Regions from separate parts of the Mus musculus genome. Here all the other regions are linked to region 1. A link is a contact called in public Hi-C and HiChIP or PLAC-seq data. All regions are on one chromosome and are shown on one strand. The core of a region is the stretch at or near the end of the contact, and the rest is flanking DNA. Distances in the headings are between cores, read along the strand shown. Region 1 holds the start of 2210406O10Rik (RIKEN cDNA 2210406O10 gene). Region 2 overlaps Sorcs2 (sortilin-related VPS10 domain containing receptor 2). Region 3 overlaps Man2b2 (mannosidase 2, alpha B2). Region 4 overlaps Sorcs2 (sortilin-related VPS10 domain containing receptor 2). Region 5 has its middle 15 kb from the start of Bloc1s4. Region 6 has its middle 3.8 kb from the start of Gm33114.

The links. HiChIP or PLAC-seq counts read pairs in DNA pulled down with a chosen protein or histone mark. A called contact is a pair of places that touch in the nucleus more often than the background predicts.
Region 2: an HNF4G HiChIP or PLAC-seq map of pancreatic cancer cells shows a contact between it and region 1. The contact joins the enhancer-like site here to the promoter of 2210406O10Rik in region 1. A contact is called at or near these places in 5 of 39 promoter capture datasets (the 3T3-L1 cell line, the SN4741 cell line, cranial neural crest and 2 more), 1 of 15 datasets of contacts at CTCF or cohesin (the NIH/3T3 cell line) and 3 of 115 datasets of contacts at active chromatin or transcription factors (embryonic hindbrain, memory CD8 T cells and pancreatic cancer cells).
Region 3: a contact with region 1 is called in a Hi-C map of myeloid progenitors, with 3 times the contacts expected there. The contact joins the enhancer-like site here to the promoter of 2210406O10Rik in region 1. A contact is called at or near these places in 11 of 39 promoter capture datasets (the 3T3-L1 cell line, 3T3-L1-derived adipocytes, the C10 cell line and 8 more), 22 of 484 Hi-C or Micro-C datasets (B cells, CD4 T cells, the G1E-ER4 cell line and 11 more), 8 of 115 datasets of contacts at active chromatin or transcription factors (the 230-238 cell line, bone marrow-derived dendritic cells, bone marrow-derived macrophages and 3 more) and 2 of 9 other capture datasets (adipose tissue and liver).
Region 4: a FOXA1 HiChIP or PLAC-seq map of pancreatic cancer cells shows a contact between it and region 1. The contact joins the enhancer-like site here to the promoter of 2210406O10Rik in region 1. A contact is called at or near these places in 3 of 39 promoter capture datasets (the 3T3-L1 cell line, cranial neural crest and hippocampal neurons), 3 of 115 datasets of contacts at active chromatin or transcription factors (embryonic stem cells, large pre-B cells and pancreatic cancer cells) and 1 of 9 other capture datasets (embryonic stem cells).
Region 5: a CTCF HiChIP or PLAC-seq map of the NIH/3T3 cell line shows a contact between it and region 1, with 11 read pairs. The contact joins the enhancer-like site here to the promoter of 2210406O10Rik in region 1. A contact is called at or near these places in 14 of 39 promoter capture datasets (3T3-L1-derived adipocytes, the C10 cell line, the HPC-7 cell line and 10 more), 4 of 15 datasets of contacts at CTCF or cohesin (CD8 T cells, the NIH/3T3 cell line, embryonic stem cells and 1 more), 28 of 484 Hi-C or Micro-C datasets (the C10 cell line, CD8 T cells, ECoMG-derived neutrophils and 18 more), 24 of 115 datasets of contacts at active chromatin or transcription factors (the HPC-7 cell line, bone marrow-derived macrophages, craniofacial prominence and 14 more) and 3 of 9 other capture datasets (adipose tissue, liver and pancreatic islet).
Region 6: a contact with region 1 is called in an H3K4me3 HiChIP or PLAC-seq map of bone marrow-derived macrophages, with 4 times the contacts expected there. The contact joins the enhancer-like site here to the promoter of 2210406O10Rik in region 1. A contact is called at or near these places in 12 of 39 promoter capture datasets (the C10 cell line, the HPC-7 cell line, HPC-7-derived erythroid cells and 9 more), 4 of 15 datasets of contacts at CTCF or cohesin (the NIH/3T3 cell line, embryonic stem cells, large pre-B cells and 1 more), 40 of 484 Hi-C or Micro-C datasets (B cells, the C2C12 cell line, CD8 T cells and 20 more), 32 of 115 datasets of contacts at active chromatin or transcription factors (the 230-238 cell line, CD8 T cells, the SCID.adh cell line and 20 more) and 5 of 9 other capture datasets (adipose tissue, bone marrow-derived macrophages, embryonic stem cells and 2 more).

What each region holds. Positions count from the first base shown.
Region 1 is chr5:36,462,837-36,466,666 of GRCm38.p6, reverse strand. 2210406O10Rik (RIKEN cDNA 2210406O10 gene) reads left to right here and starts at 1,813. Exons shown (of 3, transcript NR_126488.1): 1 at 1,813-2,152. Grpel1 (GrpE-like 1, mitochondrial) reads right to left here and starts at 1,482. Exons shown (of 4, transcript NM_024478.2): 1 at 1,412-1,482. The coding sequence starts at 1,473.
Region 2 is chr5:36,073,171-36,077,000 of GRCm38.p6, reverse strand. The region is part of intron 4 of Sorcs2 (sortilin-related VPS10 domain containing receptor 2); the gene reads left to right. Among named protein-coding and RNA genes, the nearest start is that of Gm52811, 9.9 kb to the left of the region's middle. Within about 2 kb of position 1,695, at least 71 of the 459 cell types and tissues checked have an H3K27ac peak or open chromatin away from gene starts, as enhancers often do. A contact at or near this core is called in the NIH/3T3 cell line, the SN4741 cell line and pancreatic cancer cells, where this site is marked.
Region 3 is chr5:36,812,663-36,816,492 of GRCm38.p6, reverse strand. Man2b2 (mannosidase 2, alpha B2) reads left to right here. Exons shown (of 19, transcript NM_008550.2): 10 at 250-434; 11 at 900-1,174; 12 at 1,973-2,164; 13 at 2,515-2,761; 14 at 3,114-3,224; 15 at 3,333-3,546. Among named protein-coding and RNA genes, the nearest start is that of Man2b2, 16 kb to the left of the region's middle. Within about 2 kb of position 1,777, at least 27 of the 459 cell types and tissues checked have an H3K27ac peak or open chromatin away from gene starts, as enhancers often do. A contact at or near this core is called in B cells, myeloid progenitors, neutrophils and 1 more, where this site is marked.
Region 4 is chr5:36,134,541-36,138,370 of GRCm38.p6, reverse strand. The region is part of intron 3 of Sorcs2 (sortilin-related VPS10 domain containing receptor 2); the gene reads left to right. Among named protein-coding and RNA genes, the nearest start is that of Gm52810, 9.8 kb to the left of the region's middle. Within about 2 kb of position 1,905, at least 18 of the 459 cell types and tissues checked have an H3K27ac peak or open chromatin away from gene starts, as enhancers often do. A contact at or near this core is called in pancreatic cancer cells, where this site is marked.
Region 5 is chr5:36,761,400-36,765,229 of GRCm38.p6, reverse strand. It overlaps the pseudogene Gm40318. Among named protein-coding and RNA genes, the nearest start is that of Bloc1s4, 15 kb to the right of the region's middle. Within about 2 kb of position 1,704, at least 8 of the 459 cell types and tissues checked have an H3K27ac peak or open chromatin away from gene starts, as enhancers often do.
Region 6 is chr5:36,724,381-36,728,210 of GRCm38.p6, reverse strand. No RefSeq gene overlaps it. Among named protein-coding and RNA genes, the nearest start is that of Gm33114, 3.8 kb to the left of the region's middle. Within about 2 kb of position 1,665, at least 96 of the 459 cell types and tissues checked have an H3K27ac peak or open chromatin away from gene starts, as enhancers often do. A contact at or near this core is called in B cells, CD8 T cells, the G1E-ER4 cell line and 15 more, where this site is marked.

The sequences.
Region 1 (3,830 bases), core at 564-3,063:
CTAAGAATCTGGGCTGGAGAGTTGGGCTCAGTGGTTGAGAGCATGTTCCTCTTGTGGAAGACCTGACTTTGATTCCCAGCTAACAACTACCTAACTCTAAGAGTTCCAGGGTATCTGACACTTTTCTGAACTCTGAAGGCACTTGGCATACACATGGACATACACATACAAGCAAAACATCCACACACGTAAGTTTAAAAAAGAAAGATCAGTAATTAATTCTGAGAAGCAAAATTATGCTAAGAATATAAAAACCTACAAAATGTGAAGGCTGCCTTCACTATGAATTATTTCCACCCCTAGGAGTGACCACCACAGCCTTTCAGCAGATCAGTTTTGCTGTATAGATCCTTTCAGGGCAGGAATTCCTAGGGCTATGTCTCGGAGGAAAGAGGGAAGCCAAGCTTATGGGATACTGTGGAGTTATGACTTCCTACTAGAGCATCTTTCTTCAAAACCACAATTTCAGAGATAGACATGAACCAAGCTGGGGGATGGGACAGGGCCGGATGGGATGGGAAATGGGGGTTCTTTCCTGTCAACTCTAAACAGAGCACCACAAATAGGAAGTGCTTCCCCCGGAATACTTCAGACTCCTCCCTGCTTTGCACAACATAGACCTGTTTTCATCTTTTAGTCACAAGTACGAGATCATCCGCCTGCTCACTCTCACCCGCTGAAAAGGCCAGCTCCCGTTCACTCCGTTTCCATAAGACTCAGGCAAAGTCTCTCTTTTTTTAATCAACCAAAAACTTGGTCCTAGCAGGGAACAAGCTAAAGATACTGAGCCTAACTTTGGAGATGCGACTCAAAAACCTGAAGCCACGGGTAAAAGTAAAGATGGCAAAAATGGGCATTGTCTAAATAAACTGCACACACACTGGCTTTCTTGCTCCTTGGACCTCACATTCCGCGGAGGGCAAAAGTGGGGGAAGGAATGTGAGTGGAAAAAGCCCACAAACCAGGCAGTACACATCCTGGACTGGATTAGGGATTAGCAACCCCAGCCCCTGGTCGGGCGGGCTTCTGCCTGGCTGCCTGACCTTGGGCAAGTCTCCCGCTTCTAAGCTTGACTTTTGCAATTCCAGGAGGGGTGGTGCCCCTATGCCCGAGAGAGTGCCGTGTGTCACCAGACAAACAAATGGCGGAGCCTTCCACCTGACGCATCACCCAGATCCCCGCATTTACGCCCCAGCGTCCCCACTTCTCGTCTCTTGAGCCCAGTTCGCGCAGTGCCGCACAGTAAACACCAGGACAGCCGCGCGTTGAGAACAGGCACAGGGACTCGATGGTGAGGATGTGACTTCAGGGTGCACGGGCACCGCCTGCGGGGACCAGTCCTGCCGCTAAACCCCCCACCAGAGCTCTCGGCCGTGAGTGAGGCCGACGCAGAGGAGTGAAGCTCTCTTACCTGAACGACAGTGCCAAAGCCGGGAGGCTGCGGCGCGCCAGCCTCACACACCGAGCCGCCATGACTGCCCCCGAGGTCGCGTCACTGCGCCCACACTGAGCATGCGCGGACGCCCCTTACACCGGTTTTCCCACCTACTGCTGCTTTTTAGCTAATCCGTGACCGCTGTTGTTCTGATGGACAGACCATTTCCACCAATAATTACGAGTCATGACGGAATTCTGTTTCCTCCTTCTCCGGTGGGCGGAGACTGAGGCTTCTGGGAGCCCCGGAAGGTGAGGAGGTGAAAGGTGAGGTGGGAGGAGTGGAGGAAAATGGAGCTTCTGTGGGCGTGGTCGCGCCAGGGGACAGCCAATGAAGAGGAAGAGCGTCAGGGCGGGCAGAAGGCGGCGAGCGCTAGGCGGGGACCCGGGAACTCGTGCCAAGTGACTGGTGCTCGCTTTAGGCTCCTGCTACCTTCTGCGGGCGGAACGTGGGTGTCCCGGGAAGGGACGGACCCCATCTCTACTATGCCGCAAGCGCGTTGTGTCAACAGGCTGGCTGTGGACGGCCCGATGAGCGTTACTTGATTTTGTACTTTCGGCCACCTCCAATTTTCTCAGAACGCAACATAAGAAAAAAAAAAACTAACAGCAGTGTGTGCAGGAGAGCTTCGAAAATATGGGTGCTGATGTTTGGTCACTGCTATGGGGGAGGTCGCAGAGCTGAGAGTTGTCGGAGGACGTTTTCTGTCCTGTCTAGGTATGTGCAGCTTCTTCCTTCCTCCCCCCGGCTCCCGCAAATCTCGAGACAGAACGCTTCGTCCGTGGACTACGGCTTGTGTGTGCTCTCGGCGGATCTCTTGAGTTCTAGGCCAGCCTGGTCTACAGAGTGAGTTCCAGGTCAGCCAGAGCTACACAGAGAAATTTTGTCTCGTAAAACAAACCAAACCAAACCAACCAAACAAACAAACAAAAAAGGGACCAAAATTCTATTATTTAATTTCGCTCTTTTAAAAATCATTTCCCCAGCACATGCTGCCTTTTGCCCGCCGTGGGCGTGGGGCAGAGCATGTCCACACAAAAAGCACAGCTCTCACCTCATAGGAAATAAGTTTATTCTGGAGTCATTTATGAGTGACTGGCCCAGAAACAGTTTTAGGACACCTGTGTTCCAACGTGAAAACAGTTTCAGGACGTTTGCATAGTAGCAGAACAAAGAAAGCCACAACTCAAGACATAAAATATATTAGTGAAAACATTAAGTAGGTGATTATAGCAAACGGGAATCTCAGCTGTAGTCCGCAGATGCTATTTGATAGCAAGCTTAGCCCTTTGGTGGAGATTAGAGTTTTGTTACTGTGTTACCAAGATTTTAATCGTCTTTTCCTGCTGTTAGGTCTGACACTGAGTGGGGCAGGGAATCTATTTAATGAACTAAAGATAGCCCAAGATAAATTGTAACTAGGCTCTGCACCTGCAAGGTTCAGCATCTCCAGTCATTGAGGCTTTAATCCGTCAATTGGCCTTTGCAGACAGTTTCTTTCCAGGAATCCTGGTTCACTGGTGTTTTGTAGGACAAGTGACCTGATTTGTTAATTCATTAGGGCTGGGGTCGAGTAAGAGGAGAAGGGATACTTAGAGCACCAATGAAATCAAGAGACATAATTGGATTGAGTCTATGGCACTTGGTTGTGATGGAACAAACCAACCGTGAAAAGGGCAGGGGACTGGAGTGGGACGGGTATCAGATGGTTATTCAGTGCGCTGGCCCTTTTGTTAGGGAACAATATGGGCCAATGGGCAGAGCTCTGGATGGGAATATTTATGGTACATTGTCATATTGGCTGGCAAGGGCTTTAAAAAATACTCTAGTTTTAAAAGGTGAGGTTTCTTGTAAGACTGTGGGAAAGTGATGACATTGTTGAAGCCGGCGATGAATACCATGGGGCTTATACAGTTTCCTTTGAAACTTTCTGAAATAAGACTTAGACCTCCTGTGGCTTTCCCTGGCAGTAACACCAGGTCACCAGATTTCTTCTGTCCTGAACATGGTTCCTCTTAAATCTTGGGTCTTCTCATTTGCTGAAAGGCGTCAAAGAAATGAGAATGCCCGTGACCAGCACATCTGTAAGCAGAGACAGATGAAGAGTTAGAGCTGCTGTGTGTGGAGGTATGGGTCTTCCCAGGGGTGAGGACCCTGGGGACTCTGAATCCCTTCTCAAGCTGGGGTTCTCCTGCCAGGAGGCATACGGGCCTGTGCTGCCACCTGGCGACCCACTCAGGAACTACTTGAGTGGGGGCCATCTCCTGAGGTTACCATCTTAGGCAGTTCTGTAGTCCCCGTGAGGTCCAGAACTTCACCACCCACCCGGGCAGCAGTCTACACAAGGAGATGGAGCTGCCTGGAGAAAACACTTAGGTTAGCTCTCTGAGTTCAC
Region 2 (3,830 bases), core at 446-2,945, 390 kb after region 1:
ATGGACCCACCCTTCATGTTCTTTCCGATCCTGTGCCCCTTCCCTGGTGCTAACATTCAATTGCATGTTTCTGCTATTGTTTGATCACAATCTGCAGCCCACACACACTAGGGCTGAGCTCTGAGAAGGTATATTGGATTTATATTTTACTATAATAATATCAAGTGTTCTCTGAAACTATATGTTGGGTGAATAGATTATAGATGGATACAGGCAAGGATGGAGAGATGGATGGATAGATTATATATGAATATAGGGAAGGATAGATAGATGGACAGATGGATGAATAGATTTTAGATAGATGGGTAGTGCTTTGGTTTGGGTTTTATTGCTGTGAAGAGACACCATGACCAAGGCAACTCTTATTAAGGAGAGCATTTAATTAGTACTGACATACAGTTTCAGAGGTTCAGTTTATTATCACCATGGAGGGAAGCATAGCAGTGCACAGCAGACATGGTAATGGAGGAGCCGAGAGTTCTTCATCTTAATCTGCAGGCAACAGACAGAGACTGTGTGCCACACTGTGTGCACAGTTTGAGCATAGGAAACCTCAAAGCCCACCCCACAGTGACACATTTCCTCCAACCAGGCCACACCTCCTAATAGAGATATTCTCTATGGCTAAGCATTCAAACACATAAGTCTTTGGGGGCCATACCTATTTAAACCACCATAGGTAGATTATGGATGGATGGATGGATGGATGAATAGATTTGGATAGACTGTGATATATATATAATGAATAGATGGATGAGTTCAGGGGTGGAGCCAGATGAGCAAACAGATTAGTACATAGGAATGTGGGGTAGTGGAAAGATGCCTGGCTGAGTAGGATGGTGGATGGATATGTGGGCGGGAGATAGATGGTGAGTAAATAAGTGGATGGATGGATGAATGGATCGATTGAAGTTGGTTAAATGAATGAACATATGGATCAATGACAAATTCCTACTAACAGGGGTCAGCCAGGTAAGAGAACCCCAAGTGGAACCCTTGGTGATGGCCAAGGCCAGCTTTCCCCAGAGCCCAGCCTTCTTGCCAAGGTCTAACACATATTGTCTAGTGTCCCTGGCCTATGGCTGCCTGTCTATTCCTACCTCTTTCCCTCAGGGCTGCACACCCTTATGGGTATTAATAGCAGTACTTAGCCTTCCATGTAATTAGACCAAAGCGCAGCTACGGCGAGTTATTTTCCTGAAGAAATTGACTGTGTTGCAATTGCTCCTTAATTTATGGTGCCCTGAAAAATTAATGGAGCTGAAAACCTTGGTTATTTTCCTTGGCTCTTTTCTGTGATGACAAGGAAAGAAAGGAGAGGAAAAAAAGGTTTAATTGCTGTTATAAAAGGAACTAGGGATTTGGGGAAATTAGTAAGTGATGGCCGTCTTGAGTTTTGTGGGGGCTTGGTGGTCTGTCAATGCTTAGATGCCCAAGAAGCTGTGTCTGAAGTGGAATCAGGCCAGCTCTGACTCTACAAATCTACAGGCTTGCTGTTAGCCAGGCGTCTGGACACTGCTGAAAGGCACACACTGCTAAGCACTCTGGCTCAGAGCAGTACACTGGGCATTGGTCCTAGGTCCTTAGGTAGCTGGGGCTATGCCAGGCTTTTCTGGAATGTTCTGGGTGTGGTTCCTGGCTAGGAGTGTCCAGGATTCCATGTGGCTCTCATCTGGGAAGTATGCTGGTCTCACCACATTGGGTGGAACAAAACAGAAACTTGACCAGCTTCAACTTTGACCAGACAGTCATACACCAGGTCCAGAGGCCCCAAGTAGGCACAAACAGCCTATGAACAGGAGTGAGCTGGCCACTCAGTCCCAGACTCCTTTCCCCTGCTCTGCCATCCCCTCACCCACCTCTCCTTCCTCTTCCAGGATGCCTGCCCTTGCTCTAACAAAGGCTCTGCCTCACTTGGGAGTATCCTGCCTTCCGCTGTTCCTTCCTCACTATGTCATGATTTGGGACACAATCTGAGGTACCTTACTGTACCTACAGAATTTTTGGGTGATACCCAATATGTGTTCCTCCCAAGTCTTAGCAAGGTCCTAAGCCTCCCAAGACCTGTTCGTCCTTTCTACCCAGATCTCTTGGGAATACTTTCTTATCACCCACAGCCTTATCTCCCTGGGCCAGAACTGTAGACCTGCTTTCTGGCTGGGGTACTTATTTCTAAGATAAGGTCAGATTCACTTTGTTTTGCTTTGTTTCCCTCTTTTCCTCTCTTCCAGTCAAGAAATACTTCTGGGTCTGGGGAAATGGCTCAGTCTGCAATTGCATTTTGTACAAGCATGAGAACCCGAGTTCATATCCCCAGCACCTATGTAAAAAGCAGAATGTATATTTCCCTCTGCACTCCAGAGTTAAGCATGCTCCCTGAGACAGAGGATGTACCCCAAGGAGAGAAGGAAACACCTCATCTCGATTTGACTTTCTAAACCCTGTGAACACATTCCTACTCTGACCCAATAGTCTAGCTGCAAGAGAGTCAGTGCAATGGCAGGCATTAGTGTTCCACCTATGAAGACAAGGCATTCTGAGCAAGGGAGAATGAAAGCTGAGCACTTTCAACAGTGATGCCACCAGAGCTCAGAGCAAAGCTGCTGGCCCTCTGGTCCCATATGAGGGTCACTTATATGTACTCCTTGGTGCACTTTCCCATAATGTCACCTTCTCCTTGCCTTGGCTGAATTTTCTTACCCTTTCTCAGAGAAGCAATGCCTTAAAGTACATTCCACCAATCTCCTGATATGCACCCTCTGGAGCTGATCTTCCACCCTGCCACAGGCTACCTTTATGTAGATTTTAGCTACTCAGCTATCCCTCCAGTGTTGGCTCTTGTTTATTTTCAACGTTTATCTTTTATTAAGCAGAAGTGTTCTATTTCTGCAGAATTGATGACAGATAGTAAAATCACCTCCCCCCCCCATGAGAATGAATTGGAAAGGCTCCATAAAGCTCTTGGATGGGTATAATAAACACCAGCACATTGGTGGGGATAACAGTGGTAATGCCCCCATTAATGCAAAAGATGTTGCCACTAGACCCTTAAATGTTTTTCTTCTTGACTGGCTGTGGGTGTGAGCTCTCCCAATTTACAGATGTATAAACTGATTCATGAGATGGAAAAGAGCTTGCCCCCATCATTCAGATGACCCAGAGATAGGGTCAGAGATGGCCAGCCATTCACTAGGGGACACTGTTTTACCACTGACATTGTACTGTGAACTTAGGTCAATGAAATGAGAATTGCTCCTTATGTGCAAATGCTGTGTGATACTGAGTGATGTATTACCTCTTTGAATCTTAGTTCCCTCATCTTGTAAAAGTAGAAAAATCTACATAGAGGTAGCCTGTGGCAAGGTGGAAGATCAGCTCTAGAGGGTGCATATCAGCAGCTTTGCTCTGAGCTCTGGTGGCATCACTATTGAAAGTGCTCAGCTTTCTACTAATTCTAATGGTGGTGTCTGTGGTCATGTATGTACATGAGTGTGAGAGTCTGTAGGTATATGAGTGTGTGTGTCTGCGTAGGTTTGAGTGTGTATGGGCTTTCTGTTTGGGCTTTCAAATGAGACAGCATTTGACATAGATCACAGCCAAGCTGAGCCATGAACCTTGCAAGTTATTGAGCCTTGGGTTATGCCAGGTACAAGTCCAGGGACTTCACAGGGCACAAGAGTACCTTGCCTGTCCAGCAGTCATCCAAACGAGGGAAACTTCCTTGCTTAAAGCTCTTTTACAAATGGAAGATGATGCTTTCTTATCACGTGATCCAGAGAAGGTGTCCACACATAATATCCAGCTGCCTGTTAGGCGTTTTGTTTTGTTTT
Region 3 (3,830 bases), core at 528-3,027, 350 kb before region 1:
GAACCAAAAAGTTAACTGGATAGAGGGGCCAGCTAGGCCCGAGGAGGGAGGCTGGAGAGCAGGCAGTACACTCAAGGATCCAGACATCAGAGATGGAACAGAAAGGACACCAGACCTGCATCATAAGAGCCTCTAGTGCTGGTCAGACACTCAAAACCTTGGATCCAGGCCACACCTCTTCCTTTCCACATCTACACTAGGGACTCTGGAAGGCCAGGTCTTACCTACCTCATTTCCCCTCTTATCCAGGAGCCCCCAAAGACATCATGGGGCCTCAAGTGACACCTGTCCTCTCGGTAGACACAAGGCCTGTAGGATACTCCGCCTCTGTGTACAACCCGCTGGCCTGGAAGATCACCACCATTATCACCCTGACTGTCGCTTTCCCCAATGTCAGCGTCACCGATGAGTTGGGCCACCCGGTGTCAACACAGGTACGGGCGAGAAGTCCTGCTGGAGAGCATTTGCTGTCTGCCACTTGGTGACCTTGTTCCACTGCACCTATGCAAAGGCCCCCAAGCGTCTTAAAGACGCACTGTAACAGGTGCCAAGGTTGGGGTGAGCTCTAGGCTGCGCCCCCTCTGCACTCCTGAGCCACTCAGTATGAGTCACATGGTCTCTTGTCATTGTTGTGTACCACCCCCCATGCACCACTGGCAGCATGGGGAAGGACAAGACAAAGAGGAGAAGTGAGTGGAAGGCAAGGCCCCTGAGATAGTGTATTCAGAGCCGGGGAGTGTCTCAGAGAGCAAACCTGTAGCCTGTAAAGATGGCATGGGAATCCTCAGGAGGTAGAAGGCCACCACTGCCTGGGCAGACAGTGGGCACCCACTCCATTGTGTGTGGCCAGAGTTATGAGGTGACTGAGGGGGCTTCCTCTCCATGCTGCTGGCTTGCAGATTCAGAACTCTACAAAGGACCCTTCTGCATACGACCTGCTCATCCTGACCACCATCCCCGGCCTCAACTATCGGCACTATCAAGTCATGCACGCCCGCGGGGACCAGGCAGGCACCAGGGAGCTGGTCGCCCCCAGGGCCAACACCCTCAAGTTTAGTCTCAAACTGAGGAACCAGCCCAGCCAGGAAGGCAAGCGCCTGGTGCCCGTGATGAATGACTGCTATATTCTGCTGTTCGACCAGGACACCAACATGTTACATAGCATTCAGGATAGGTAAGGTGAGGCCAGTGCTGCCGCCAAAGTGTGTCTAGGGCCGGGATGCATGGGCAGCGTCCTGTGACCCCCTTCTGTGATCACCCTCCCCAGGGAAGGACCAGGTGATAGCAAGGCCCCCTCCTGTTCTTGTGTCCTTAGGAGGGGGGCCCTGGGCCACTGCAGAATGGCTGCCGTAACTGTCTCTTCTCAGAGTCCTGACCCATAGACAAAGGGAAGACTGAAGGGCTCCAAAGGAAAGGTGCTCACGTGGTCTGCTTCTCTAAGTACAAAAGCAGAGTTGTTCTTCGGGAAATATCTACACTGTTTAAAACAGAAAGGGTCTTTAATACTCTGTTCCCACCAGCCCTCCATATCTGTTCACCTCGGTTCATCTCTGCACCGAGCCAGCCACTGCCCTCCATATCTGTGTGTCCTTACCCACCCCTGGGTCCATCTGTCCACCCACTCACCCATGTCCCTGGGGATAAAGGGTATGAAGGACCTCTGGCACATGGCACAGTGACGACTTGGGTTGGCATGATGCAACTCCACTCTTGTGCCAGTGTAGCCTCTGAAGAGCAGTCTGGGGACAGTGCACCCTGCTGGCAGCCTGTGTGCGGCCTCCCTCTTGTGACGTCACCTGACAGTTCCTGGCTGTGTGTGCGACCAGAGGTTTTCCCCTGAGGCCTCCAGTAACTTCCTCAATCTCCTGGGGGACATTTTCTTCAATCCTGATCCCCAGTACACACAGCCCTGCTGCAGGTGAGTGATCTTGCTGAGGGCGACACCAACCATTCTCCTCTCTCACTTCTGCAGACAGAGCAACCGCACGGTGCGCATGACCCAAGAGTTCCTGGAGTACCAGGCCAACTGGGACGTGAAGCAGGGCCCCATTTCTGACAACTACCTCTTTGCACCCAACAACACCGCTGAGCCTTCCTGGGAAGCGGTGGGGATGGAAATGGTGGCAGGCACACTGGTAACGGACATAAGGCAGTATTTCTACAGGTGCGTTTCTGGGTGGGCGGGTCAGTGTTGTGTCTTCCCCCAGAGCCCCTGTCCCTGTACTTGGGGCATGACCCTGGCACATGACTAGTCACTGATAGCAGCATGAGAGAATCGATCTCCTCTGCCTGTGCTTTTTGCATACGCCTGAGCCATTATGTTGTGGGTAGCTGAGTCAGAGCATGGGAGAAGGGCTCTCTTTACTCCATGAATGGTCCAGGGCTTACATAAATCTCCACAGGGTCCATAGTCCTCCCTGGGTTGCTCCCATAGCTGCCTCTTGGCACCCGGCATCCTATATGGAAGGAGGAGCTTCCAGCCAGGCCCTACTCTCTCCCATGCCCCCTTCCCAGGTACATAACAGACCAGGAGTACATCTATTCCATCCACACCCGTCTGGCCCACCCGAGCCTCGCTGGAGAACTGCTCTGCCAACGGATAGAGCAGCAGTACCGAGTGGGCCCCCTGGACCTAAACCGTGAGGCCATCCTGAGGACCAGCAGCGACCTAAACAGCCAGCAAGTCCTCTACTCTGACAACAACGGCTACCAGATGCAGCGGAGGCCCTACAAGGCTTTCAAGAGCAATCCCATCCCCCGGGTATGCTTGTAGCAGCCCCATGCTGTTCCCAGGCATGGCTCTCCTGACCCTGTTAAGCATCTGCTCATAGCAATAGCGAGGCCCCTGGGGAGAGCTGTTTCAAAAGTCCTGATCAGGATCTGCCCTGTGGGCTCTGCATCCTGGCATCCACCTGTTTCCCTGCTACCTAATTCCTTGGCTTTGTCAGGGGCTCATTCTTGGTGCTCTGTGTGTTGAGCCCTTAGCAGGGGCCGAGAGTCCCATCAGCCAAGCTACACGGCTCACAAGCAGCTCTGCTACTGTACCTAGGAGACAGGCTGGTGTCTGCCTGACCCTGTATTGAAGCTGCCACTGGTTGGCATTGTGTCTGCAGAATTACTACCCCATGGTACAGTCAGCCTTCATCGAGGATGACAAGAGCAGGCTGGTGCTGCTGGCAGAGCGACCGCACGGTGTCTCCAGCCAAGGGAATGGGCAGGTGGAGGTAAGAGAGGCCTGGCTGTCCCCCACCCCCACCCCACCCCCCCATGGGCCCTCACAGCCATCCACAGCATGGCCAGGGCCAAGGAAGGACCGCAGGTGATTTCTGCAGGTGATGCTCCATCGACGGCTGTGGAACAACCTGGCCTGGGACCTGAAGTACAACCTCACGCTGAACGACACCTCCATTGTCCACCCGGTGCTCTGGCTCATGCTGGGGCCCAAGTCCACCATGACGGCCCTGCACCCAAGGAGTGGGGTGGCTCTGCAGCACGGGCCCGTTGTGTTGTTAAAAGAACTGGCTGACGAAGAAACGCCCGTTCACGGTGAGCATCACCATTGCCTAGGATGCGCCCACCAGGAGTAGTGGCTCCTGCCTCAGGATTCTGCCCAGCTTCGGAGCAGGAAGGGGACGTAGAGTCTGAGTGCTGTCTGTGGCTCCCTCAAGCTTACTCTGCTAGTCGTTACAAACAGACTCACGCCTGTCCCCTACCCCTCCTCTCTCTCCCCTCAGTCTTCTCCATCTCCTTCCTTGCTGTGTCTTTTCCTTCCTTAACATGATCCTGCAACACCCTAGAACTTCAGGTGTCAGAAGCACACCACCTATGAC
Region 4 (3,830 bases), core at 656-3,155, 330 kb after region 1:
TACTATCTAAATGATGTAAAGATAAAGGACCATGATGACTGGCATGAGCTTTAGAGACTGCAAAGCGTCCTAGCAACGCAGAGACTCATTCTCTTTATCACACTTATTAAGTAGCTGGAGATTAATAACAGACCATGGAGATTGAGAATTGAATTAACTGCCGTGGGCTAGATTCTATTATCATAATGATAATTGTGTGCTCATCCAATGAATATTGGCCAACTGCCTTCTACAATCAAGCACCTTTGAAAACTCTCCTTCCTGGGTAAGAGCCATGTAGTCTTTGCTTTAAGAAGCCATAGGAACAATACCAGGCTGTTGGACCCAGGTTCCACGGAGAGGAGTGGATGAGCTACCCTGCGTGTTGTATTGTTGATGAGTGGATATCGGAGCATAGCATGTGGAGGAGTCCCACAAGCATGGTCTGAGCACTTCACACTCTGTGTCCATACATGTTCCATGCCTGTGAGTGCTCTGAGCCTGTGATGCTCTGCATCTGTGAGTTGTTCACAGTGTCATGTGGGAATGTGCCACTAAAAAAAAAAAAAAAGCTCTGTGGCCATTGGTGCTTCATTCTTGAATTGCTCTATGCCTGTGAGTGTTCCACATATGTGAGTCCCTCAGTGAGACTTCTGTGCCCATGAGTGATCCTGCAAGTACTTTTGACCTGTTAATGACCCACATATGGGAGTGCTCTGTGTATATATGAATACTCTGTTTCTGTGAACATTCTATGCCTGTGAGTTCTTCACATGTGGGTGTTCCGTGTCTGTGAGTGCTCTGAGCCCAAGAGTAATCTTCATGTTCCAGCTCCAATTGCAAATGAGGATGATGGGACCCAGAGCAATGGGGTGACTTCCTACAGACTTAGAGAAAGCAGGACATGGACTGAGACCAATTGGAACCATAAAAAGGACAGATGGCTATGTTTGGCAAGAAGGAACTCACAATGTCCCCAGAGCCACTTTAAGGGTCCTGTGACCTCTCTCTCTCTCTCTCTCTCTCTCTCTCTCTCTCTCTCTCTTTCTCTCTCTCTCTCTCTCTCTCTCTCTCTCTCCCTCTCTCTCTCCAGTTGCCCACCTTGACCAGGAGAACTTCAGTTGAGAGAGTTGAGCTAGTGTCTTTTTGGAAAATAGATCCTCTACTCAATTTTGCTTGACTTCAGTGCTTGGAGCCCAGGTCCTACAACCCATTGTATGACTGCTGTGTCTACAGTGCTATGGAGCCCTCCTCAAGAGGCCTCCCATCTGGTCCAGGAGATTCATATACCTGCTCTTATGCTCCATCATACTGACCCCATGTGGTCCACTAGGACTGCTATGGGGTTAAAGCAGGCTTGCTCATCCAGTGTTCCTGCTCCTCCAACACCCATTGCCTCCCACTGAGCTCTGTTTGGTCCTTGGAGTCCAGGCTATAACCCTACAAGATTCATGGGTCCCCAATGCCCAAGCTATGTACCAGGCAGATAGACCAGGGCTTGTCTCCACCCTGTGGAGCTGGGCTGAAGAGTCATGAGACTGTAGATGGCCCATGGACACCCCTTCCCCAACCCTTCAGAACTGCAGTAGGGGACTGATGGGCCTCTTAGTTTGACTGGAACAGGAGGTGCCTAGAGGCAGGCTCCAGCCCTCCCAGCTGAGCCATCTGGGGGGCCTCTCTAGGGTTATGCTTATTGGGGGAGTGCCTTGGACAGGTGGGAATCTGTCAGAATGCATGGGAAGTTTGGAGAGTAGGGCCAGAAGAGGTCCTGGTTGGACAATCACAACCCCTATCAGACTCTGGATCTCAAAGCCACAGCCTGGCTGTGGTTAGGAAACTAGTTACAGAGGTGACTTAGATAGGAAGAGGCCTTGGTGTGAGCACCTCTCCTCACAGTAAGGTCTAGTGAGGCCCCACCCACCCTGTGCCTTTCTCCTGCCAGTGGTTTGAAGAACAATAACATCACCTGTTCTTTATGAGAGAGAGCCCTGCACAGTGACCATTTACCAGTGTCAGCCCAGCCCCTGCTGGTGGGGATGTGATGTCACACTCTGAGTCATGCTACATAGGGCCCTGATACAGACAGAGTGGAGCTGGAACTTCACTCCGCACCATCCTAAACTGTCCTTTATATTTTCCAGTGGTGAGGCCTGGAGGCCCTGACCAGAATTCCAGGACAAGCAATAATCAGAATAGATGCTCTAGTCCTTGTGGCTTAGGAGCCCAGGAAAAATGTGGGTGGCTGAGCCTGGGAAGCGGCTAGTAATTACCTCTATCGATCTATTTGCTCTGTCTCTCTCATCCCCATCCCCATCCTCCTGGCAGCAGGCAGGGAGGCTGTGGGCAGGCTTCCTAAAGCTGCTCTTTATTTACTCACTTCCTCTGAAGAGTGACAGAGTTTCCACTCTGTGGGGGAGGGGAGGAGAATTGATTTCTACCTGGAAGGGGGTTATGAGTAGCTGTTGGCTGGAGACAAGTGCTAGGTGGAAAGAGAGAGCAGGTAGGGGTTGGGAGCAGGCCTACACCTGTCTCCCTAGAGGTCTGAGATGGACCCTCAGACTCCATCTCTGTGGAGGAGGTGACAGTATCTCTCCTAGGAGAGGCTGTTCTCTGTGTCTGAGGCCTTGTTTGCCTCTTGACTAAGGCCAAAGCATGGCAGCTCAGCTGCCTGGGGTCCCACACTCACAAGGTCATTTCTAGGTCCCCATGGAAGGAAAGACATTTTTTATGTCACATTTCCCTTTCTTGGGTTTACACCTTTTCTAGGGCATAATGAGGCACTTAGTATAGCTGTAGTCAAGATGGGCAGAGGTCCTGGGAATTAGACAGCTGAAGCGTACCATGCTAGCTGGAGATGTGGTCCTCTGGTTGCTGACAATAAGGAGCCAGGGCAGGGATCTCTGCATGGGCATCAAGTAGTTCAAGTGATGGGCTAGCCTTGAACCCAAGTCTTGCAAGTCTACATCTTTGAATATTATCTCCTGGCCAAAACCTCAGGACACAGAAGCCAACAACCGGGTCTTACCCATCCACATGTCCTCATCCTAAGCCCAGAAGGACTCCGGACTTTGTTTACCCTGTCAGCACACAGGACAGCTATGAACAGATGCATCATGGGACAAGTGGATCTGAAGTTCAGGCCCCCAAGGAACAAGTATAGACATGGGGTAGGGATTAGAGTCTGAGACATCTTAGTAATTCATCCATCTACTTATCTGCTCATCTATTTTCTGTCTGTCCATCCATCTGTCTCTCTACCTATCCAGACAGCTAGTCTTTCATCTCTCTGACCATCTGTCTATTGTTTCATTTGTTTATCTGTTCATCCATTCATTCACCCATCTGTCCATCCACCTGTCCACCCATCAGTCCATCTATTTATTCTTTTATCCCTCTAACTGTTCATCCACCCCCCCACACACATACCTACCTACCTACCTACATACATACACACATACTTACATACATCTAGTAATATTTATGGAGCACGTGTTGATCTGAATGAGATATTCATGGTGGACACTGGTTGATCCCCTTCCCCATGAAAACTTACTGTGGAGAGGCATTGAGAATATCTGAATTACTAATAGTGACAGTTAACGAATGCTTTTAATTAGACTTTACTAGTAACTATAGCAAACTGCAAACATGCTCCTGGAATAATGTTGGGGAAAAAAAAACAGTCAAGCGGCTCCTGAACGGAGTAGCAATGGTCCTGATGTGAGGAGTCAGGACAGAAGGCTCCTCCAAGTGTTGGGGATAAGCTATGAACACGATGTACAAAGGTCCTGGCAGCAGAAATAAATATCTAGAATAGGGCTTGAAGTGAACATGAAACTTGGCAGGCAAGT
Region 5 (3,830 bases), core at 455-2,954, 300 kb before region 1:
TTTTAAAAAATCTAATAAAAAAAAAGAAAAAAGTCAGAGTACTCAGGTTCACGTTGTCACCCACAGCCCAGAACATCGTGTTTCTGTCCTAAGCAGAAATGCAACAATGACACATTTTTACAATAAACTCCATCTGTTTTGTTTTATTACAAATGTGTTTGTAAATGACGGAAAAAATGCAGAAGCATGGAGAGAGAAAAATGAGCCATCTTGAATACTGACTCTTTTCTTCTTCTCTTTCTCCCAAACAAGCATTGTTGAGGGCGAAATTCTGATTAATATGAAAGTTACTATTGTTTGGGGCCTAATAGAATGGTGTGAATTCTCTAAGTCTGGGCCTTTCTGAAGACAGTCACCACATCGTTGAGTTGTGCACAGGGCATGGGATGTTCTGATGATCATCAAAGTTTGAGAAATTAATCTTCAGGGAGTGTGTGTCTGTGCTGTGGATACGTGTGTATAAGTGTGCACATGTGTATGTACACGGGTGGAGGTCAGAGGTCAACCTCAGCCATACCTCCTCAGGAACTCCCAACTTCAGTTTGTTTTTTTGTTTTGTTTTGTTTTTTTTTGTTTTTTTTTTTTTTTTTTTTTTTTTTTGGTTTTTCGTGACAGGGTTTCTCTGTATAGCCCTGGCTGTCCTGGAACTCACTTTGTAGACCAGGCTGGCCTCGAACTCAGAAATCTGCCTGCCTCTGCCTCCCAAATGCTGGGATTAAGGCTGTGCGCCACCACACCCGGCTTTTTTTTTTTTTCAGTTTTCTTTTTAAATGTTTCTTTACTTCTATTCTTTGACAATGCCACGCATGTATTTTCATTTTGTGCCCATATTTCCCTCCTTGATTCCCTTCTCACCACCACTGATCCCCTCTTCCAACAACTCCTGCTTCCAGGTCTTCTCTGGTTTCATGTGTGACCCCACAAGTAGGATTGTTTGCACGGTCCTCTGCGGGGGTTGGGGGGTTGTTATTTACCGGAAATGGGCAACTTGCCAGTGGCTACACAGCTGAAAGAATGACCTCCCTGCTCCCAACATTCTCGACTACCAGTGGCTCCTTAGGACTGGACCTCGTGCCCTCTCCTGTCCACGAAGAATGCCGACGGCCCCACCTTGTGCAGGTCTTACAAGAAAGCACGGTCCCTGTAAGCTCCTAAGTGTAACGGCCGTGCCAGCTTTTAACAGCACCCTTTGCTCCGGTCCTCTGGCTCTTACTCCCTCTTCTGTGACAGTCCCTGAGCTTTTGAGGAGGCGGTGTGTCCCAATAGGACTGAGCACCTAACAGTCACTTAACCTCAACAAGAAGGCCAGCTGTGTGTCTCTGCGTTGACCTTTGCCACCAGACAGAAGCTTCTGTGACCAAGGCTAAAGGCAGCACGCATTAGCCTGAAGGTTGGCTCCTCTGGACTCCCTGCCTCTTTGTGGTTTGGGGGATAAGGTCATTGACCAGGAACTCACCAATTAGGTTAGACTGGCTGACCAGCAAGGACTCCTCTATTTCTATGTCCCTGGTGTTGGATAACAAACACATATTACCATCTTCAGCTTCTGTATGTGGTTTCTGGGAATCAAACCCAGATCCTATGGTGAGCGCTTTATGGACTGAGCCCAATCCTCAGCCCCGTGCAGGTATTCTGAGAAGTGCGGGAAGTCTAGGTGGATGGGTGTGTCCCTCTACTCTCTGAGTGTTGAATTTGCAGCCTCCCCTGACTTTGCCATTCTAACCTGCTATAATTAACACCCACTTTCACGTGCACAGCCATGGCTTAGTGGGTGGTCTGAACTCACACTTTCTGAAAATGCCATAGGAACACAAAACATTCCAAATCTCAGCTGCACTGCTGGTCCCCTGATGCTGACGCTGAGATCTGTCCTCTGTTCACCTCTCAGGAAGGATGGTGTCAGCCCTAACTGTTACATGGCCAGGCTTTCAGAGCCTGCACCAGGCTTGTCCTCTCCAAAAAGACCTGGGACCTTAGCAGTGGGCTGGAGCAGCAAACAGAGCTTCTGTGTAGGTTCCTTGGGACCGACGGTCTGTTAGTCTTCATCCCTAATGAATGTAAGTGAGACAGCCCCCTTGCCTTATAGTTGTGAAGCCTGCAGGCTTGTGGAAAACAGATACTCCCGTTGAGAGCACAGTAGAGGGGCTAGGAAGATGGCTCAGTAAGTAAAGAACATATGGAGCTGAATTGAGACCCCCAGCATCGACATAAAAACCGGGTCTGGGGGCTTGAGACATGGACCAGCACTTGAGGTTAGGTGAAGTCCTGTCACTCCATTCAAAGCATCTCACAGCCTGTATACACCAGTGTGTCATTGTGTAGACACAAAGTGTGGCTGGCCGCCATGTGGCTCACTGGTGGGTGCCTTTCCCCTCCCCCTCTGACCCTGAGGCTGGAGCTGACTGAGGCCCAAGTCCCACTCTGCATTCCTGTTGCTGACTCTGCCCCCTCCCTCCTCTGGCTGAGATGACACAGAAGGTCTGAACAAACTGCTGAAGGAACTAGACGCTGATGGAGATGCCCAGGTGGATTTCAGGGCGTTCATAGTGTTTGCGGCTGTGCTCACCTCTGCCTGTCACCGTCAGTCAGTTCCCAAGGGAAGATGCCAAATGATTCAGAAAGATGGTGTCTGGGATGCCAGATTCCTGACAGAGTCCCCAGGAGGGCCTGGCAGTAAATCTCTGGATTCTGGAAAGTACTTGTTAGCAGTTACTTCCTTGGGCTGAGTTGGCCAGTGTCCCTCTGGTTAATAAATGCTTATGAAATTCTCATTGGCTCAGAGAATCCAGACATTTCCTTTAAACCTTGAAGTCTTTGCTGAACAAAGAAACACCTCACTGGAAGGACCCAGCAGGCCAGACATGTAGCCATCTGCATCATAGTCACATATTGCTGGACACATGGCCCTGCCACACAACCCAAGCCCCGCAGTTATTAAAATGGTTAGTCGTGGAGTGCTGGCCCGACAGCCACTTGAAATGTTTGTAACTGATGCTGCTTGTAACTGTTTTTTAGAAGGGCCAGGTGCAGCCGGTGACAGACTGAGAGACAGCACATTACAAGGTGTGTGTGTGTGTGTGTGTGTGTGTGTGTGTGTGTGTGAGAGAGAGAGAGAGAGAGAGAGAGAGAGAGAGAGAGAGAGAGAGAGAGAGAGAACAGCCAACAGACCACGGTTTTTATTCAGGTCAGTGTCCTGACACTGTCTTTGGAAAGCAGACAGTGGCCAGGGTGAGGTCACAGAGGAGACGCTGGTGACTTTGGTTTCAGGGTTTTCCCCATCCTCTGAGCAGCCAGCATGAAACCTGTCTAAGCATTCTGAAGAAACCTTGAACTTCAAGAGGGCATAATATGGGGGCTACCCATGCTAGGGGAAAAGATGCAGACATAGCTGTAAAAGGGATAGCCTGTGGGCTGGGTGCACACATCTCAAGGTGGATGGCAGGCGATGTCGACATGACATGCTGGGACCTAAAGGACGCACCAGCGCAGAGCAGAGCAGAGCAGAGCAGAGCAGAGCAGAGCAGAGCAGAGCAGAGCAGAGCAGAGCAGAGCAGAGCAGAGCAGAGATTGTTTTTTTCTTTTCTTGTGCTGCTCAACAAGCCAGCGGCCATGCTGTGGGTGGCAATCTCTCAGCCTGTTAATTTTGGAAGGAGGTGACCCCTCAGAAGCTGCTGCAAGTGTCAGCCCCCCCTTCACTGTGGAGCCTTACTCAGGCCTGAGGTAAGGACACCTCACCTAGCTCCCCCAGACTCTGCCCTCACCCTGGGTATGGGAGTCAGCAATTGATACCGAGAGGCAGGCCACACAAAGGTTGCATGGGTATTTTAGCA
Region 6 (3,830 bases), core at 416-2,915, 260 kb before region 1:
GCAGAGAGGCCCAAGAAGCTCTGATTTTATTTTAGCAGCAGGTATCTATCAGGTGGGCTGTGGAGGGGTATGACTTATCTTCTCCTCTCGGGAGTTATGCCAGGAAGGAGGAAATGGGTGCAGAGGGGTCAGGAAACTTGTCCAAGATGGCACAGAGAATACACGGCAGACCCAGGTTAGAGCACTGGCCATCTGGTGTGAGAGTCAACTCTCCCACCGTGCACAGATGGCTCCTTCGCAAGGAGCTCTCTGCATGTCCTTGAAGATTCATTCCCATTGGAAACCAGAACCAGAACACGGAGGGCTACATGGGGAAAGAGCTCAGGCCAAACCGCCCACTGGCTGCACTTCCTCAGATGAGTCGCTTCAGCTCTCATCTCAGAAATCTCCTCCTAGTACAGGGATAGCAGCAGTGAGTGTCCCCTGGGTGTTTTCTAATGCTATACGTGAGGCCCTTTATACCTGAGGGAAGCAGGCAAGAAGAGGGAAGGCAATTCCTGCCTCACAGGGAGCTGGTGAGGACCACCCAGACAAGGGCATAGAAACACCCATCACAGGGCAGCCAGGGCCTGCACACTCCTGGGCTGCTGCTGGCTCCTGGGACCACTCCCCTGGGCACTGCTGGTTGTACCTGAAGGATGATGGAGACTTGAGGGTGACAGAGCTCTGGGTAGAAGGCAGAGCATAAGCAAATAGTTGGGGGAGCAGGTAAATGGCACCAGGAGAACTTGGGGCCCAGGCTCTCTGTGGACTCTGTGCTGACTCTAGATCGGGTATGTTCTACTTTCTCTTCATGGCTCTGAGGGGTGCTGGAGTGGAGTGGGGGTGATACAGGGCTGTGCTGGGAGGTCCTAAGGGGAAAGGCTATTGCATAGCAGGTAGTTTTAGTGTGAGTTCCTGAGCTCTTGGCTGGCATGGGGTTCAGGTTCACCTGCCAGCTGGATCCAAGGCAGAGGGCATGAGGGAGGAAGTTGGACTTCCTGTGTGAATATATAAAAGGCTCTTGTTCATCTGAGGAGCAACGAAGAAGTGAGTTATGATGTGAGATGCCTAGAATCCTAGTGCTTGAGGGGCAGAGGCAGGGGGATTGCAGCAAATTTGAGGCCAGCCTGGTCTGCATGCAGGCCAGTTAGGGCTACACAGTGAAACCTTGTCTCAAAAACAAACAAACAAACAAACAAACAAACAAACAACACACACACACACACACACACACACACACACACACACACACAAAACAAAAAAAGCAAACAACCAAAACAAACCAAACAAATGAACAAACAGTCCAAAAACCCAAAACCAAAACCAACCTACCAAACAAAAAAACCCAAAACCCCAAAACAAAAAAGAACCACCAAAGAAGGATAAACATGCAAAAGCTAAAACTATACCCCAATTATATTGTAGTCTTCCTGCAAGGCAAAGGTGCCCTGCCACCCTGCTGGTGCAGCCCACTGGGTGGGTCTGCCACATGAGCTGGTTAAAGTCCAGCTTTTCTGAAATTCACCTTCAGCACTTTCATTCCCCTCCTGACTGTTATGCTTTCTGTTTCTGATTGGTCACTGTGAAAACAAATCAATGACTGAAAATGAAGCAGAGATCGAGCCCTGGGGAAAAGGAAAATGAAAGTCCTCTGGGTTACCGCCCAGGGTGAAGTCTGCATTCGTCCAGTCAAGGGCGTACACCAGGGGCATGTGAGACGTGAACTGGAGCTGGCCCGACTTTAAGTTCTCCTCTATAGATAATTCCTTAGCTGACCTTTTTCCGGCCTCTGAAACTGATCACGTGAGGCCCACGCCAGCTACTGGAGGGACTGAGGATGGACAGAAAACACCACCATTGAGTGAAAACAAAACATTCAGGACAGTATGCAGTAAGTGCTCAATAAGTGCTATAGTGTGCAGTTGACACTCATTGGAAACAAGGATGAGAACCACGCGTTCGACAAGGACTTTATGTGTGTAAGCATCGGGTGGCTGGTCTGGGGAACTTTTACTCTACCAGAAGCCACTGAGAGAGGCCACGGGTCAGCGTACTGTTCCCATAGCAGGAGTGAATGAAAAGGCAGAGAAGACCCACCGAGTGGGACCTCGGGCAGCCATGGAAGGAAGCAGAGTGCAGGCACCTGCTACAAAGCCTGTTGGCCTTCCAAACAGGTTCAGTGAGAAAAGCCAGTCACCCGAAGCCGAACAGTGCACTGCGTGACTCCCACTGGAACCCAGCAGTTGCCAGGGATACAACAGACAGGAAGATGGGGAGTGGCCAGTGGTAGAGATGGAGTTGTAGTTAGGGTACGGGCTTAGTTACGGAGTGCTTGCCGGGCATGTGTGAGGCCCTGGGTCTCGTCCCCAGCACTTGAAAAGTATAAATAAACAGAGAAAGAGAGAGAGAGAGAGAGAGAGAGAGAGAGAGAGAGAGAGAGAGAGAGAGGAAGAAGAAGAAGGAGGAGGAGGAGGAGGAGGAGGAAGGAAGGAAGGAAGGAAGGAAGGAAGGAAGGAAGGAAGGAAGGAAGGAAGGAAGGAAGGAAGGAAGGGGGGTGAGGTCTTGGAGAGCAGGACATATAGAACTACACAGAGGTGACAGTTATGCAGTGCTTGCTGTAGGTGGATAAATGCCACAGAACTGACACTTTAAATAGCTAAATATCTGTGGTGTGAATTTTACCTCAATTTAAACAATGATAGCAAATGAGTTTCAATACATACCCCAGGCTAGTATAGAACTCACAGTGATCTTCCTACCCCCCTCTCTCTCCTTTTACAATTTATTTATTAAACTACTATGCTTTATGTTATGTTACGGAGTGTCTCTTTCTATTTATTTATTTATTTACTTACTTACTTATTTACTTTTTTATTAGATATTTTCTTTTTTTAAGATTTATTTATTATTATATCTAAGTATACTGTTGCTATCTTCAGACACACCAAAAGAGGGCGTCAGATCTCATTACAGGTGATTGTGAGCCACCATGTGGTTGCTGGGATTTGAACTCAGGACCTTCAGAAGATCAGTCAGTGTACTTAACCGCTGAGCCATCTCTCCAGCCCCGATATTTTCTTTATATACATTTCAAATGCTATCCCGAAAGTTCCCTATACCCTCCCTCTGCCCTACTCTCCTACCCACCCACTCCTGCTTCTTGGCTCTGGCATTCCCCTGTACTGGGGCATATAAAGTTCGTAATACCAAGAGGCTTCTCTTCCCAGTGATGGCCAACTAGGCCATCTTCTGCTACATATGCAGCTAGAGATTCGAGCTCTGGGGGTACTGGTTAGTTCATATTGTTGTTCCACTTATAGGGTTGCAGACCCCTTCAGCTCCTTGGGTGCTTTCTCTAGCTTCTCCATTGGGGGCCCTGTGTTCCATCTTATAGGTGACTGTGAGCATCCACTTCTGTATTTGCCAGGCACTGGCATAGCCTCATATGAGACAGCTATAACAGGGTCCCTTCAGCAAAATCTTTCTGGCATATGCAATAGTGTCTGGTTTTGGTGGCTGATTATGGGATGAATCCTGCCTCTACCTCTTGAGTACTGGGATTACACATGTGTACTTCCATGGCCAGCTAAATTTCAATGTATAAAAAGACTTGTCACAAAGGCAGGCTTCAATCTGTCAGCGTGTTCATCACGGTGCTCCAGCTCCCAGGCTGAGTCACCAAGTTAAAGATCACCAGGTCAAAGGTGCACGCACGGCCACTCATCTCAGCAGCTGCGTGGGCAGGGGCTGGTATTACACAGTTCAGAGTCGCTGCCAGAGTCCCAAGGGCAGAGGGTGGGTGGTTCTTTGGCCTCTGATTTCTACATCTGCCTCCCGCCTTCCTGGGC